Linked DNA regions of Mus musculus: regions 1 and 3 are each linked to region 2. Evidence: chromatin contacts called from public ChIA-PET and Hi-C data. All regions are on one chromosome and are shown on one strand. The core of a region is the stretch at or near the end of the contact, and the rest is flanking DNA. Distances in the headings are between cores, read along the strand shown. Region 1 overlaps Cfap43 (cilia and flagella associated protein 43). Region 2 overlaps Stn1 (STN1, CST complex subunit). Region 3 has its middle 25 kb from the start of Gsto2.

The links. Hi-C and Micro-C count contacts between places; a contact is called where the count stands out from the background. ChIA-PET counts read pairs in DNA pulled down with a chosen protein or histone mark.
Region 1: a contact with region 2 is called in a Hi-C map of DN3 thymocytes, with 10 times the contacts expected there. The contact joins two enhancer-like sites. A contact is called at or near these places in 6 of 15 datasets of contacts at CTCF or cohesin (the G1E-ER4 cell line, embryonic stem cells, large pre-B cells and 2 more), 173 of 484 Hi-C or Micro-C datasets (the 3T3-L1 cell line, the 4T1 cell line, the 63-12 cell line and 88 more), 31 of 115 datasets of contacts at active chromatin or transcription factors (CD4 single positive thymocytes, DN3 thymocytes, the HPC-7 cell line and 24 more) and 4 of 9 other capture datasets (adipose tissue, embryonic stem cells, liver and 1 more).
Region 3: a contact with region 2 is called in an RNA polymerase II ChIA-PET map of memory CD8 T cells, with 12 read pairs. The contact joins two enhancer-like sites. A contact is called at or near these places in 1 of 15 datasets of contacts at CTCF or cohesin (embryonic stem cells), 10 of 484 Hi-C or Micro-C datasets (B cells, CD8 T cells, the HL-1 cell line and 5 more), 4 of 115 datasets of contacts at active chromatin or transcription factors (large pre-B cells, memory CD8 T cells, pancreatic cancer cells and 1 more) and 1 of 9 other capture datasets (embryonic stem cells).

Annotation. Positions count from the first base shown.
Region 1 is chr19:47,815,314-47,819,569 of GRCm38.p6, reverse strand. Cfap43 (cilia and flagella associated protein 43) reads left to right here. Exons shown (of 38, transcript NM_027559.2): 6 at 3,598-3,757. Among named protein-coding and RNA genes, the nearest start is that of Cfap43, 20 kb to the left of the region's middle. Within about 2 kb of position 1,684, at least 4 of the 459 cell types and tissues checked have an H3K27ac peak or open chromatin away from gene starts, as enhancers often do. A contact at or near this core is called in DN3 thymocytes, where this site is marked.
Region 2 is chr19:47,504,602-47,509,414 of GRCm38.p6, reverse strand. It overlaps Stn1 (STN1, CST complex subunit), which reads left to right. Exons shown (of 10, transcript NM_175360.3): 9 at 1,537-1,609. Among named protein-coding and RNA genes, the nearest start is that of Gm19557, 6.0 kb to the left of the region's middle. Within about 2 kb of position 1,479, at least 208 of the 459 cell types and tissues checked have an H3K27ac peak or open chromatin away from gene starts, as enhancers often do. A contact at or near this core is called in B cells, CD8 T cells, DN3 thymocytes and 2 more, where this site is marked.
Region 3 is chr19:47,888,068-47,892,753 of GRCm38.p6, reverse strand. No RefSeq gene overlaps it. Among named protein-coding and RNA genes, the nearest start is that of Gsto2, 25 kb to the right of the region's middle. Within about 2 kb of position 2,068, at least 87 of the 459 cell types and tissues checked have an H3K27ac peak or open chromatin away from gene starts, as enhancers often do. A contact at or near this core is called in B cells, CD8 T cells, the HL-1 cell line and 1 more, where this site is marked.

The DNA of each region.
Region 1 (4,256 bases), core at 435-2,934, 310 kb before region 2:
GTGTGTGTGTGTGTGTGTGTGTGTGTATAAAATCGAAAGCAGATGTTATCTGGGCAGAAACTGGACCCAACATAATGAATTTAAGCTCAAGGGTCCAGTTTCTGTGTTCCGTCTACTGTTCTTTTTCTTTTAGACAAGATTGCCTAAATAAGAAACTCTTTGATGAACTCAAATATTTCTCAGCATGTTTGTATTGTCCTAACCTTTAATGCAGTACAAAGCTGGGATCCAGTTTTCCATCTTTGGGCTCAAGGCGATCAGAATGTCTGACATCTGATCCCAGGGACCTGGAAATGGAGGCTGAGTTGGTAAATGTTTTGAGATCCAATTACAACACACCCCATTTCTTCTAAAACTAAAAATAGAAAATCAAGACATCTGCTCATTCAACCCAGATCCCCCCACATCTATTTTGTTGTTGTTGTTGTTTGTTTGTTTTTCAAGACAGGGTTTCTCTGTGTAGCCCTGGCTGTCCTGGAACTCACTCTGTAGACCAGGCTGGCCTCGAACTCAGAAATCCGCCTGCCTCTGCCTCCCAAGGGCTGGGATTAAAGGCGTGCGCCACCACATCTGGCTACCCACATCTATTCTTAAATAACACCAAGTGCATTATTAAAAACAAGAATATGGAATCAATCCTACAAAAAATGAAGAAGAAAAACTCCAATTGTAGTTTAACTTTCTACAGCCAAGCGCTTTCCAGGTCTGAGTCCTCCGCTTCCACTTCACACATAGACTCACTGGTATTGGGGACCAGGCTGGTGGCATTTGTTGGCGTTTGTTTTGCACAGTTTTAGGGTTAGTTTTTGTTTGTTTGCTTGCTTGCTTGCTTGGATTTTTTCAAACTGGGTGTAATACAAGCATCGGGTAGACAGAGGCAGGTGGATCAAAAGTTCCAGGGTAACCTGGGCTACACAGTGAGATCCTATCTCTAAATAAATAAATATGTTAGGTACACTTAGCTGTGACAGAGTCTTTTTGTAATGTATAGTCTGTCAGATGCCACCAGAACCACACTAGAAGGTTTAGATATTGTACTTCAGTGAGTGTCTCTTTGCCTGGGCAGATCCCGCAGAAAAGCCATTCATTGGTGACCATCTAATCCCTCTGGTTGGTTAATGGTACCATTGTTTTTAATTTGGAGTGGGTTGGTGAGTAGTGACTATTGAGGTTTTTTTTTCCCTAATTGTCCAATCTATGAAGACATAAAATAGGTTAGCCACACCGTTAAAGTCACCTCCCCCTTTGAAATAGCATCATATTGCATATCGCAACTTCTTCTTCTGACCACTGCGCTGATCACATTTCAAGGTCCACCTGAACATCTAACCTCTCTTTTCACTCTCCTCCCATGGCTTTATCATCACGGCTCCTGTAACCCACATGCCTGTCCCAGCCATCACCTCTCTGCTTCCTGATTCTGCCACCCCCCTGATTCCTCTCTACGTGACTGCCCCACTGAGGAGAAAGCAGACTGGCCACACTGGCTGCCGTAGAACCGGTAGCTAACACAGGTTTCTTGGAATGGGCAAGATCAGCAACTTATGTCAGCTGAGAGCCTGGTAGGGATCGTTCATAAATTTAAAAGAGCAGTGTGTTGTCTCTTGTCAGACAGTTGAGCGTTTATTGGGAGGGTGGCTGGCACACCACAAGCCATTTACAACAGAAGATCGCTGGGCATGTGGTTGGCAGTCCTTCCCAGCAGCTGCGCCGGCTCTCACCTCACTTCTCTTCAACATGCTTCTTAGCACATGACATCCTCCATATTCAACGTTGCAACTTACTATCTAACTCTCACTCTCTTTCCCCCTCATTGGTAGGAAAACTCCGTAAGGGAAGGGGCTTTTCTGCCACTCACCTCCACATGTGGATATTCAGAACACTGTCTGGAAAGGGCCCAATACTCACGGAAACTCAGTGAATGAGTGCCCAAGTAAAAGCAGGGCACAGACACAGATTTTTTTCCCTTTGTTTTTTTTGGAGACAGGGTTTCCTCTGTGTAGTGCTGGCTGCCCTAGAACTCACTCTGTAGACCAGGCTGGCCTCGAACTCAGAAATCCACCTGCCTCTGCCTCCCAAGTGCTGGGATTAAAGGCGTGCGCCACCACCCAGCAACATAAACATAAAACTCTCTAGACATGCTAGGAAAGTGGCCCCTAGTTTGTTAACAAAGTTTATGTCCCTGGGTGCCAGAAGGAAACAAGGTCCAATTCTTAATCATGTAGAACTACAAGAAGCACAACAATACACAAATAGTCACACACACATGTGCGCACATACACAAACATGCACACACACACATGTGCATATCCACACATGTATGTGCACTTCTGTATACATGTGTGCGCATACACACATCAGCATATACAAGCACATACATATATGTACTTGCAGGTACGCACACATGTGCACTCATTAGCACGCGCACTCTAGTACATTTCAGTAGTTACTTAGAAGGAGTGGGATTGGAGGTAGAATGCTTGTTTAGCATGCAATAGCTTCCTGCACTGCAAAAGGAAGGAAAAAGAAAGAGGGGGAACATGGGGGAGAGGGGAAAAGGGAGGGGGAAAGGAGGAGAGAGTGGGGGGGGGGGGGAAGAGAGAGAATATTCTAGTATCCTGAATTCAAAATCGAGCACTGCAGGCAACATTTCTGACATATTTGTCAAGGCCACCTTGAGCTTCAGGGAGGAGAGTGTGTGGTCTGTTCAAGACTTCCTAGGAAGAGGCTCTAGGGTTTGGTGCTGTGCTGACAAAGGACAGCCTCTCCTTGCTCAACACAAGTGCTAAAGGCCCTGGGAGAAGACTCAATATCACCATCTAAGACAAGCCTGAACAAATTATGGTCCCTTTTTGTGGCCCAAATCTAAGAATGGTTTTTACACTTTCAAGGGTCATGCAAAAGAAAACAAGGAGTATACTCAACCCACATGGCCCACAGAACCTGAGAGACACCCCCATTCCACCCCACCCCCACCTCCACCTCCACCTCCACCCCCACCTTTAAGCTTTTGTGGAAAAAAACTTGCTTTAAACTCGATCCAAACTGGTTTTGGAGCCCAAAGTCAACTTATGCTTACGTTATGATTCCTCGATGGACTCGAAGGCACATGGAATGATCACGGACCAAATGAGAGGGGCCGCAGCATCAGGCTAAAGGTCATCTCTTTGCCTTTGAAAGCCAACTGAGCAGAGGCCCCCAAGCTAACCTTTGCAAGTGACCCTTGCAAGACCAGAAGACAATTTAACGACAATGCTAACGACAATCTTTTCTGAAAGGGGGTTTTTTGTGACCAATTAAGGACTCTAGGTGCCAAAAGTGGGCACTAAGAAATAGTTAACAGAGTACTAATCAATTGTATTAGCAGGAGAGCCTTGGTTGTTCACAGTGAGTAAAGTATAGAGAGCAAGGGGGGAAGAGATAGGACTCTGATGTTGAAAATGAAAAATCGATGCATTCCCCCCACTCCCACCCCCACCCCCACTCCCCGGCAGCTCGCTCTGGTTGGTTTCTTTGTGACGGTTCTTTTGGTGGGTGTTTCTGTGGCCCTTAACCATGATTGCCGTCCTAACACATGGATGCTCTTCCCTCCCAAAGCCGAAAGATGACATATATCCTCTGCTTCACCCAACTATGCACTGCTGGACTCCGTCAAGCGACCTGTACGTTGGGTGTGAAGAGGGTCATCTTCTGATGATTAACACAGAAACCCTGAAGGTGACCGTGCTCCAGAAGGCGGAGGAGTTTCCACTTCCGGGTAAGAGACTGCCCTGCCTCCGAGTCCGGAAGCACAGTTGTTGGGTTAGCATTGCACATCCTTCAAGATGGTGGATTGGGGGGGGGGGGTCCCTGATTTTCCCCCTTTCTTAGAGACATCCTGGGGCCTCCTTAAGTTTGAGTCTCTGTTAGCAAGTCCTGCGGATACACTTGTGGCTACTCACTGCTTACTAAAAGTTAGCCGGCTCCTAGTGTGAGGATACCAAAAGATACAACTCTATATATTCGTGTCATAAAATCCTCGGGACACCACAAGGAGATACACCTGTAGCTTCACCACACACGAGATTTACAGGGCACCCTCGTCTTCAAGAGCCAGTAAAATGTCTCAGCAAGTTAGGGGGCGTGCCAGCAAGCCCACCAATCAGGGCTTAATCCTCATGGGGTGTTGTCCTCTGACTTCCCCCGCACATGGACCCTCCCCTCCCACCACACATAACCTCCAAACAAACAAGCTCAGATTCTTGTGAGCTGTGGGG
Region 2 (4,813 bases), core at 230-2,729:
TGCTTGCTTGCCTCCATCTTTTCAAGGTAGAAGTCTGCCTCTTGCTGCATGCCTTTGATGTTGGAGGCAGTAAGCTGAGAGAGGACCACTCGTGTCCAGAGCGGAGAAGTGGCTTCAGAATAAGATGAGAGCTCTGGAGACAGGCTGCTGGGCCTGCCTGCTTGCAGACTCGCTAGAGGTCTACTTAGCAGGTCATTTCCTCTGTGGAGAGGCCCAGGTTTTATTTATTTAAGTAGGAGGGGTTTTCCACAGTGTTGAGAGGTAAGCCAGTATAACACAGTGCTGTCCACTCATCCCGGGATGGGAGGGGCCAAGCAGGACATGGCGGCCATTGTCACACTAAGTTCAGCTGGAGCCCTCTTAGAGATTTGTGCCTCCTTCTGTTCTGGGTTGGCTTCTGTGAGGGTCTGTCTGTAGAGAGCAACCCTCCCTGGGAAGCAGCCAGGGCAACTGCAGCTGCCCAGGGCGAGGTGTGGCAGGGTTGGGCACTTCCTCTTGTGAATGAATCACCCTGAGCTGGAAGGGGTAGTCAAACAGGAATAGATCCCACGGCCCCTTCTGTGGCTGACCCCTCCCTTCCACTCATCCCTGATTTGTGGCTTTCCTTTCTCCTGAAGCCCTGCTGGGGACATAGTTACAGCAGAGCCCAGAGCTCTGTTTGCACCCATGGTTGACCTTCACACTAATCTTGTGAGTCCGAAGTCATCAGGTCTCACGGGCGGCCATGGCTGTTTCCTGTACCCAGTTCTTCAGCTGTGTTCCCATGCTTAGACTTGGCTCTTCCTCCTTCCTCTTTCTTCTCTCCTTTTACACACTCCTTCCTTCCTTCCCTCTTCCCCTTTCTTCTCTTCCTCCCTCCCTCCCTCACCTTCTTTTTCTTTTGCTTCCTCTCCCTCCCCCCCTCTCTGCCTCTCTTCCCTCTTCCCTTCCCTCTTCTCCCCTCTCTCTTCTCTAGTGTTATTAAATTTACTGCCTGTAGCTGAGGGTGAAGCCTGCTGCTAGTTGAGAAACATGGTTGTGGGTGTGCCTACAAGAGCAGAGAGCGTTTCTGTAGATAAGCTGGATTCTCTAGCTTGCTGGCTTCCCCATGCCCATTTCTTCTTTAATTCTTCCTTGTGCTTAGAAGAAGAGGAACTAAAGAAATATAAGACAAGAAGGGGACCGAGAGGAAGAAGGCTGGGACAGGGAGGAAACTTTGAACCTGCGGGAGCTCCTTCAAAAACACTGGGCAAGGAAGAGGAGTGTCTGTCTGAGTGGCCACAGTGTAGAAAAGGGCAGTTGCCCCTTCAAGGCACAGGGTTCCAGTTATGCTTTCCCTTCTGGCCCCAACAAACCAGCTCCTGAGAGAGCTGTGTCCTTAGGGGCAGAGCGGAGCTGCAGCGGCCACCACGCATCAGAATCACTGAGGGAGGGCGTATGGGGGAGGCTTGTCGTTGCTATGGGATTTGTAGAACCGCCTCGAAGGCTGGTCTTGAGTTCTGAGTGACACACTGCTGTGTTCTCAAACCACGTTTCCTCTCTGGATTCTCCTTTTAGGTAACCACCAAAGACAAAGACCTGCAGCAGAAGATCTACCACATCATTAAGGAAGACTGTCAGAAACCAAACCGTAAGTGTTTTGTGATGGTGAGCCGGTGCGCCCAGGGTTCCTTCCCTCCTAGACAGAATCAGGATGCTCTGTCCTGACTCAGGAGGGAGACAGCCAGGGCTTCTGTCCTCCGAGACTCATTGTCCTCTCCTCTATGTCGTGTTGCCTGGGCAGAGGAGTCAGCATGTGGGGCTCCTTTAAACAGCCCTGGGGTGTCCGGTCCTGTAGGGATAAGCTGGAGGCCAACCACCAAGCTCTCCCTGAGATTCGGGCACACTGAAGTGAACCACCACGCTCGGCTCTGAGATGCGCTCGCTGCTTCTGGTCCCTGGTTTGTCGCCCATGTTTACCACTGCCTCTGAATGTAATGTCAACATTCACTCTCTTCTCAAACATCAAGGCTTTTCAGTTTCAGGCAGGACGGCTCTTAGACATTACAGTTCATGAATAACGAAATCCAGTCATCTCAAGAAACCCTTGAGTTATAAATGAAATGGCTTAGAAAAATAGTGCCGGTTTGTGGAGTTAGGTCGGCCCCTAGTGGCTGGACACTCAAACTACATCTAGTCTGATAACTCGCATATCAATTCACCCTAATTACAAAGAAAGCATCCGTCTTATCATGAGTCTGTATGAACTTGTGAGTCTTCAAGGTGACCGTCCAGAGCCTGGCTTTTGCAAACATATGCCAATGACAAATACTTATGTCACCATGATCCTAGGAGCAGAAAGGGTTGTTAGCCCTGGGTCCCCTTCCTATTTTTATTCTCTCTGGAGAAGTCTTTCACTCCTTTCAGACCCAGAAGGAAAGGCTGGGTCTACAGACAGGTAGAGGGAGGCCAGGTCATCTACCCTGTGGTTTAGGACCCAGTGAGATCAGAACCAATAGGGTGCCACAATCAGACAAGAAAGAAAGAAAGGAAGGAAGGAAGGAAGGAAGGAAGGAAGGAACGGAGGAAGGAAGGGAGGGAGGGAAAGGGAAGGAAAGAGCGAGCCCCAAAGCAGTCCTGTTACGGTAGTAATGGATGCTGTTTGGCTCATTCGTAGCAGGGATGGAGCAGCACAGGCAGGCATGGTCGCATGGACCTGTAACCCCAGCCCTGGGAAGGCCGAGGCAGGAGGTCAGCCAGGGTTAACACAATGAGATGTGCTTTCTTTCTCCCCCTGCCCATACCCCTCTATTTCACCTTTCTTTTTCCCTCCCCCTTCCTGTGTGTATGTGTATGTGTATGTATGTATGTGTGTGTGTGTGTATGTGTGTGTGGTATGTGTGTGTGTGTATGTGTGTGTATGTGTGTGTGTGTTATATGTACCTGGTGTATGTGCATGGAAATGAAAGGAAGACTTTAGATGTCCTCTATCCCTTTCTGCCCTTCTCTCTCTGTCTCTGTCTCTCTCTCTTTCTAAAAACTGCTTTATTTATTTATATTCCAAATCTTACCCTCATTCCTGGTCCCTCCTCCAAGAGTTCTTCACCCCCACCCCCCACCCCACCCCTGCCTCTGAGCGAGTGCTCCCCATCTCACCCTCTCACTCCCCCTACCTTACCTTTCCCCCCCGCAACCCTCCTTCCCTGGGGCACCCAGTCTCTACCTGTACACATCCTCTCCCATTGAGGCCAGGGGCCATGGACCAGGCCATGTATGCTCATATATGCTCACTGGTTGGTGGTTTAGTCTCTGGGAATCCCCAGGGGTCCCAGATACAGTTAGTTGACACTGTTGTTCTTCTTGTGGGGTTGCCACCCCCTTCAGCTCCTTCAGTTCTTCCCCTGTCCTATTCTTTTAAGACAGACTTGTCACTGAGCATGGAGGAAGGCTGGCAGCCAAGGTGCTCCAGCTGTTCTCCTGTGCCTACCCCTCCCTCCCCACATTCACACAGTGCAGGGGTTACAGGCGCTCCTGCAGCCGTGCCTGGCTGATTTTACATGGGTATCAGAGATTTGAAATCTCAGGTCCTTAGGCTTCCAAAACAAGGTGCCTCTCCAGCCCACAGACTGTCGCAACAAAGCAAAACCAATAGGCAGCCTCTCTGTCTGCTGCTTTGTGAGAGCCTCAGCCAGAACGGATGGTCCCAAAATGCCATTCCTCCACACTGAATCCCAGGCCCCTCAGCCGCCGCATTCTTAGATTGATGCACATTGGGACTGCAGCGCTTTATAGCCTGGCACCCGTAAAGTAAACGAAAGGGGTCCACACTCCATCCTCGGAAGGAGTGGCTCCGTGGGTGGCAGTGCTTGCTCTGAAAGCCTGATTATCAGAGTTCAGGTCCTTGGAACACACAGAAAAGTTGGGTTCAGTGGCACACACCTGTGTTCCTAGCACCCCTCTAGCAAACTGGGAGGCAGGTACGAAGCTCATGGGCCAGGCCAGCTAGCGTGGAACACACAGTGCAGCAGCAGAAAGCAGCAAGATGGACGGCAAGAAGCAGCTCCCTAATTCATATCCGTGCCGTGGCACGTGCACACATGCACCCCAATAAAATATTTAAAAGAGACTTAAAAAAAAGTGACAGGTTTTATATACACTGGTTGGTCAGCCCCTGCCCGGGCAACTGAGCCTACCATGGTGGATGGCTCTGCCACTGTCTGTAAGTTGTGTGAGGGGGACCCTGCAGGCAGTCACAGCTGGCAGGGAAGCGAACCAGGAAGAGGTGAGAGTGAAAACTCAATTCAGTTTGGTATCATCAACCTGGATCAAACCTCGGGGAGTCTGGTGCCAGGGGGTTTACTGCCAGCATTCTTTAAACCCAGTGTAATTTTGGAAAAGAAGTTTCCAGGTATAATACAATCCCCGGTGCACAAGGTATAATTACATTGAACCTCAACTCAGGGCACATGTCATTTCTTCCAAGAAGACGGGTTCTGGAGATGGGCTACATGTATTAGCTTAAGGGTCTAGGGGAAGAGCTGGTCTGCTCATAGAGGTAGTGGAGAGGTCATTTAGGCTATTAGCCACCTCTGGTCCTGGTTATGAAAGCTTGGGGGAGCCTTTGGCTATACAGATATTGTAACGGTCATTTAGACTACTAGGTATCTTTGGTCCTGGTTGGGGGAGCCTCTGACTGTACAAGTCATTGAGATTACCAGTCATTACTGGTCCCGGTTGTAAGAGTTTGATATGGGGGCTGGAGAGATGGCTCCTCGGGTAAGAGCACTGACTGCTCTTCCGAAGGTTCTGAGTTCAAATCCCAGCAACCACCTGTTGGCTCACAACCACCCGTAAT
Region 3 (4,686 bases), core at 819-3,318, 380 kb before region 2:
GGGTCCAGCACACCCTTGTGTGGCCCTCACCATCATGTCACAGGGAACAGTCTCCCGCATTCCACTGCAGGCTTCGGTGACCTCACTACATCAAAGAATCCACACCCTGTCTGATTTCCCAGCTGAGAAATCCAAGAACCACTGATACCCAGGGTTGTTAGGGAAGGCCTTGGAGAAACTTGGAGGTGAGTGGGCAGCCACACTACAGCAGCCCCTGCTGTGATCCAGCCCCGTTCTGCTCACACAGATGTGAACTCCAGTGAGTCCAGATCAATCCCGAAGTGGACTTGACGGGGGGGGGGGCCCGTGGGGGTATACGGCAGAGAAGAGTCCAAGCAGATCCGGAAGAAAGTATGTGTTTGTATATACTGAGACATCATGCAAGGTTAAGATGGAGAAGGGTCTGGGAGGCCAAACTGTGGACATCTTGAATGCTAATCTAAAGTAAAACCTGACTTCATGCGGTGAGCAGTGGTGAAGCGTCGACATTTTAGTTACCTGGTTCAGCTACAGCTGTAGAGCAATGGATTGTGTGTTCAGTGCGGTGGGAGGGGAGAGAGGAGAGTGGCCAGCCTCCGACGCAAGGCTGGCCACAGCTGTGCCCAACTGTCAGTGACTGTCCAGGCTCTCTGAGGCTGTGATTCAGAAGTTGTCCCAGTCTAGTTTCCATCCCCTGGGAGAGCTTAGAGTCTGTTTGGTTTGGCCAGGAGTGAGCCCCAGGCAGAGCCAAGAACCACTCCCAGGGGGAAATATGTGCCTGAAGCTGCCTGGTCCCCCTTTCTCTGCACCCTGCTTTGCCCTGCCCAGAGAGGGAAATTTTTAGACTCAACTTTTCCCAGTGCCTTCTAAAGATAGCTGTTCTTTTAGCTAGTGTTTACACAGACACACATGCACGCATACTCACATGCACACACAACAGTACCATGATGAATGTTTTAAGCTGACAAGTCAAGCAGCATACAAGCTTTCATGCTAACCCTTGAGTCCATGCCCCAGAAACCAATCACTCACATTGTCTCTTGTGTCTCCTCCCAACTCTCTCTGATTTGTGCCTAGTACATGTGATGTGTTAACATAGCGGCAGCTCGCATCTGAACACAGCGTACTGGGTCAAAACAGTTCCACGCATAAGATGTTTATTGGGAGGGGGAAGGTGGCAGCAGAAAGAGAAGGGGGAAAGAGAGAGAGAGAGAGGGAGGGACGTACCCCTTATATACATGGAAAATGACATAATGCAGGTAGAGGTGGGAGGTGAACCAAGTGGATTCTAGGAATATGGTGCCTGTTGTGTTGGTAACAGGTCTGCAGGATCCACCTATGTGATGTCACAGGTTTCAGAGGTCCCAATGCCAACAGCCTGTATGAACGCCTTCCTTCAACTCCCACACACATGACAGACAGCACGCCAGTCTAACTTTCCTGGACATCCTGTTGGACACTGGTCTGTTCCTTAGTCTTTTAAATGGCTGCTCACTGCCTCACTCTTCTCCCTTGTACCTCTGGGCACAGCTGGTTTGCTTCTGCACAGTATGAGGCTTTGCTTGGGGGGGTGGGGGGATAGCATGTGCCAGCCCTCTGATGTCCCTCTGTAGCTCCACAATGAGAACAGAGAGTTAAAACTGTCAACAAATTATCTTCCAGCAAAATGGAACCACATAAACCTCAGAGGTGTTTAAACACAGTCCGTTCCTCCATGGGACAAAGGTCTTAGAAGTACAAAGTGGGGCGTTACAAGACGGGTTGGAAGGGGAATCGGGAGGACTTAAGTCCTGCCTGTTTCTTTACAGCACATAGTTGTACTTTTGGTTTCTCTTGGACCGGTTTTATTTAAAATAGAAACAGAAAGTAAAGACCCACCTCTTGCCTCCCCTTTCTAGCCACCCTTGACTGAATTCACATCTGATTAGGGATGCATCCTCCCAGCCTGGTGACTTACGTACTTCTGGAGGGTGGGCTGAAAACGAGTTCTCAGGAGAGAAATGTTTAGACAGAGCCCCTAAAAGACTGACTGTGTCCTGGCGTCTCTTCCAAATGGCATAAATAATGCTGACTGGAGCTTCCGGAAGGCAGTCTAAAGAGGATGCAGGTCAGTCCTAATGGGAGATGAGGAAGCAGCCGTTACAGACCCACATTCCAGGAATCAGGGCCAAGCCAGACCACAGCAGATGCCCTAAGAACCAGGCTTTCCAGAGTCCACAGCTTCACCCAGCCAAGGGTCTAAGAAGAGCTGTCCTTGTTTCCTTGGGTGCTTTGTGACCTGGACAGACAGGATGCTTGGGAACCACAGGCATTCAGACCCACACAACCGTTAAGTGTTGAGGTGCCCTGAGTACTTAATGGCACAAAAAGACTCTGGGAAGAGCAGGCCCTTGCTGCCACTTCATACACCGTCCAAGTGTAGAGGCCCACACGTGAGGCTGTTCTCTGGACACCCAGCCATATTCCCGCTGAGCCCATGGCCATTGGAACTAGTAGCTGGGGTTGTTCCAGTCCCAGCTGTGGCTCATCCTAGCACAACAAGTCTCAGCCTTACTCTAAGTGTGGGGTTTGCCTGTTACCTCCGCCATGAAATGGGGATAGAGATGCCCCTGGGACATGTGAAGTGCTTCACTTAGGGCCCAAAGAATGGCCTCAAAGCCAGCACCCATCATACCTCTCACCCACATGAGCTCCTCCTCATGGCTGAATCCCCACTTCTGAATGCCCCCCACATGGAGTCTGCCTTCCCTGCAGGCCCCCCTCAGCACAGTTAGTATCGGCAGGAACTGTTTCATTAATATCTCCCCGGGAGCCAGACATGTGTTAGCGCCTTGGAAACATTTATGGGTCTTCCCTGGGGGAGTCTGGGATGCTGCCCCAGTTTTTTGAGACCATGAGACAGTGTGCTTTGACCCTCTCACACTTCTGCTCTCCCTGGCTCTTAAGATCTGGAAAACAACCATGGCAGAACCCCTCCAGCTCCGGGGACAGGGTTTCCTCTTAGACAACAAGGGAGAAGAGCTGTAACAGTTGTCTCATGAGATTGCCCTTGGGCTGGGTCCGGTGTGCCCACCTATCGAGTTACCAACCCCATCCTGGTCTCACGGGTGTGCATTCAGCAAGCACACTGGTTGGCAGTCACTACTGTCTGTATGCCCTGTCTACCCGAGAGGTTCTAGGAAAGCCAAGTCTAAGTAAGGGATGATTCTTGCTTGAGAGCTTGGGAAGGCAGAACTGGTGATGAGCTCTAAGACATCTGGACAAATCACGGGACTCAAAGCCTCAGCTTGTCCATCTGTAGGATGGGGGCAATTCTTATTCATCGTGCAAGGTTCTGAAGAATAAGTATTGTAGATGAAGTCCCTAGCATGCCTTAAGCACTCAGTGAACAACTTCATTGTTCCTCTCCCATGGTGAGAAGCTAGCTTTAGGTGAAGACTTCCTATAGAGCTTCCTAGGTGAATCCCAGTGACCTCCTCCCTTGGCTTCAGGCCAAGTGTCCCCTTCTATCACTGTGCCTGGGACCTCTAGGGACACCCACCCGCTCCCCCATGTTGCCTTCAGACCATCAGCAACAGAGTCTTGGGAGAACATGAGACTGCCTATTTTTCACATTATTGCATTTTTTTTTTTAGTTGTGAGTATGGGGTGCACATGCGCACATGGAGGTCAAAGGTCAGACCTGTGCACATGTGGCTACATGGAGGTCAGAGGGCACGTAAGGCGGCTTCTTCTATTGTTCTCCACCTTTAAAAGAATTGTCATAGAGGCAGAGGGAGGAGGGATGGGATGGGGAGGTTTGCAGAGGGGAAACCGGGAAGGGGGACAACATTTGAAATGTAAATAAATAAAATAACCAATAAAAAATTATCTTCATATCTATGGGTGCTTCACCTGCATGTATGTCTGTATTCTGCATGAGGGCAGTGTCCCGAAGGCCAGAACAACGAACTAGATCAACTGGGACTGGGGTTACAGGTGGTTGTGAGCTGCCATGTGGGTGCCGGGAATCGAACCCAGGTCCTTCGAAAGAGCAGCTACTGCTCTTAACCTCTGAGCATCCCTCCAGGTTCTATTTTTTGAGACCAAGTCTCCTGTTGCTCTGGAAGCACACCAATCTAGCTAGACTAGCTTGGACAGCGAGTTCCTGGATGCCTCCTGTCCCTGCCTCCACTGTACTGGGATCACAGGTATGTGCCCACCATGTCCAGCATTGTACATAAATGCCAGGCATCTAACCTCAGGTCCTTAAACTGTGTGGCAAACACGTGACTGAGCAGCCACCCCGGCCATCATTCATGTTTAACATTTATATTTTCCTCCCCAACCCCCATAAGAACTCTTCATGAAATATTATTGATTTGTTTCATATTCTTCAGGCTCAGTCCTCGTTTCGGCCAGAGATTGGTGACTCCACCTTGCTGCGTGAGTTAGGAAGGTGACATCACGAACCAGAGGAGAGGCGGGGAAGATGGATCAGTGGTTAAGAGCATTTGCTCTCTTGCAGGGGACCTGGGTGTGCACCTACATGGGGGAAATCAGCCGTGTGACTCCAGTCCCAGAGGACCTGTGCCATCTTCTGACTTCCTCCTTGGGCACCGGGCACACATGTGACGCACATGCATACACAGAGCAACACACTTATACACACATTAAAAAAAAAAAAAACTTTAAAAAAAAAGAAAATATAACAGCAAAGAGGAGCAG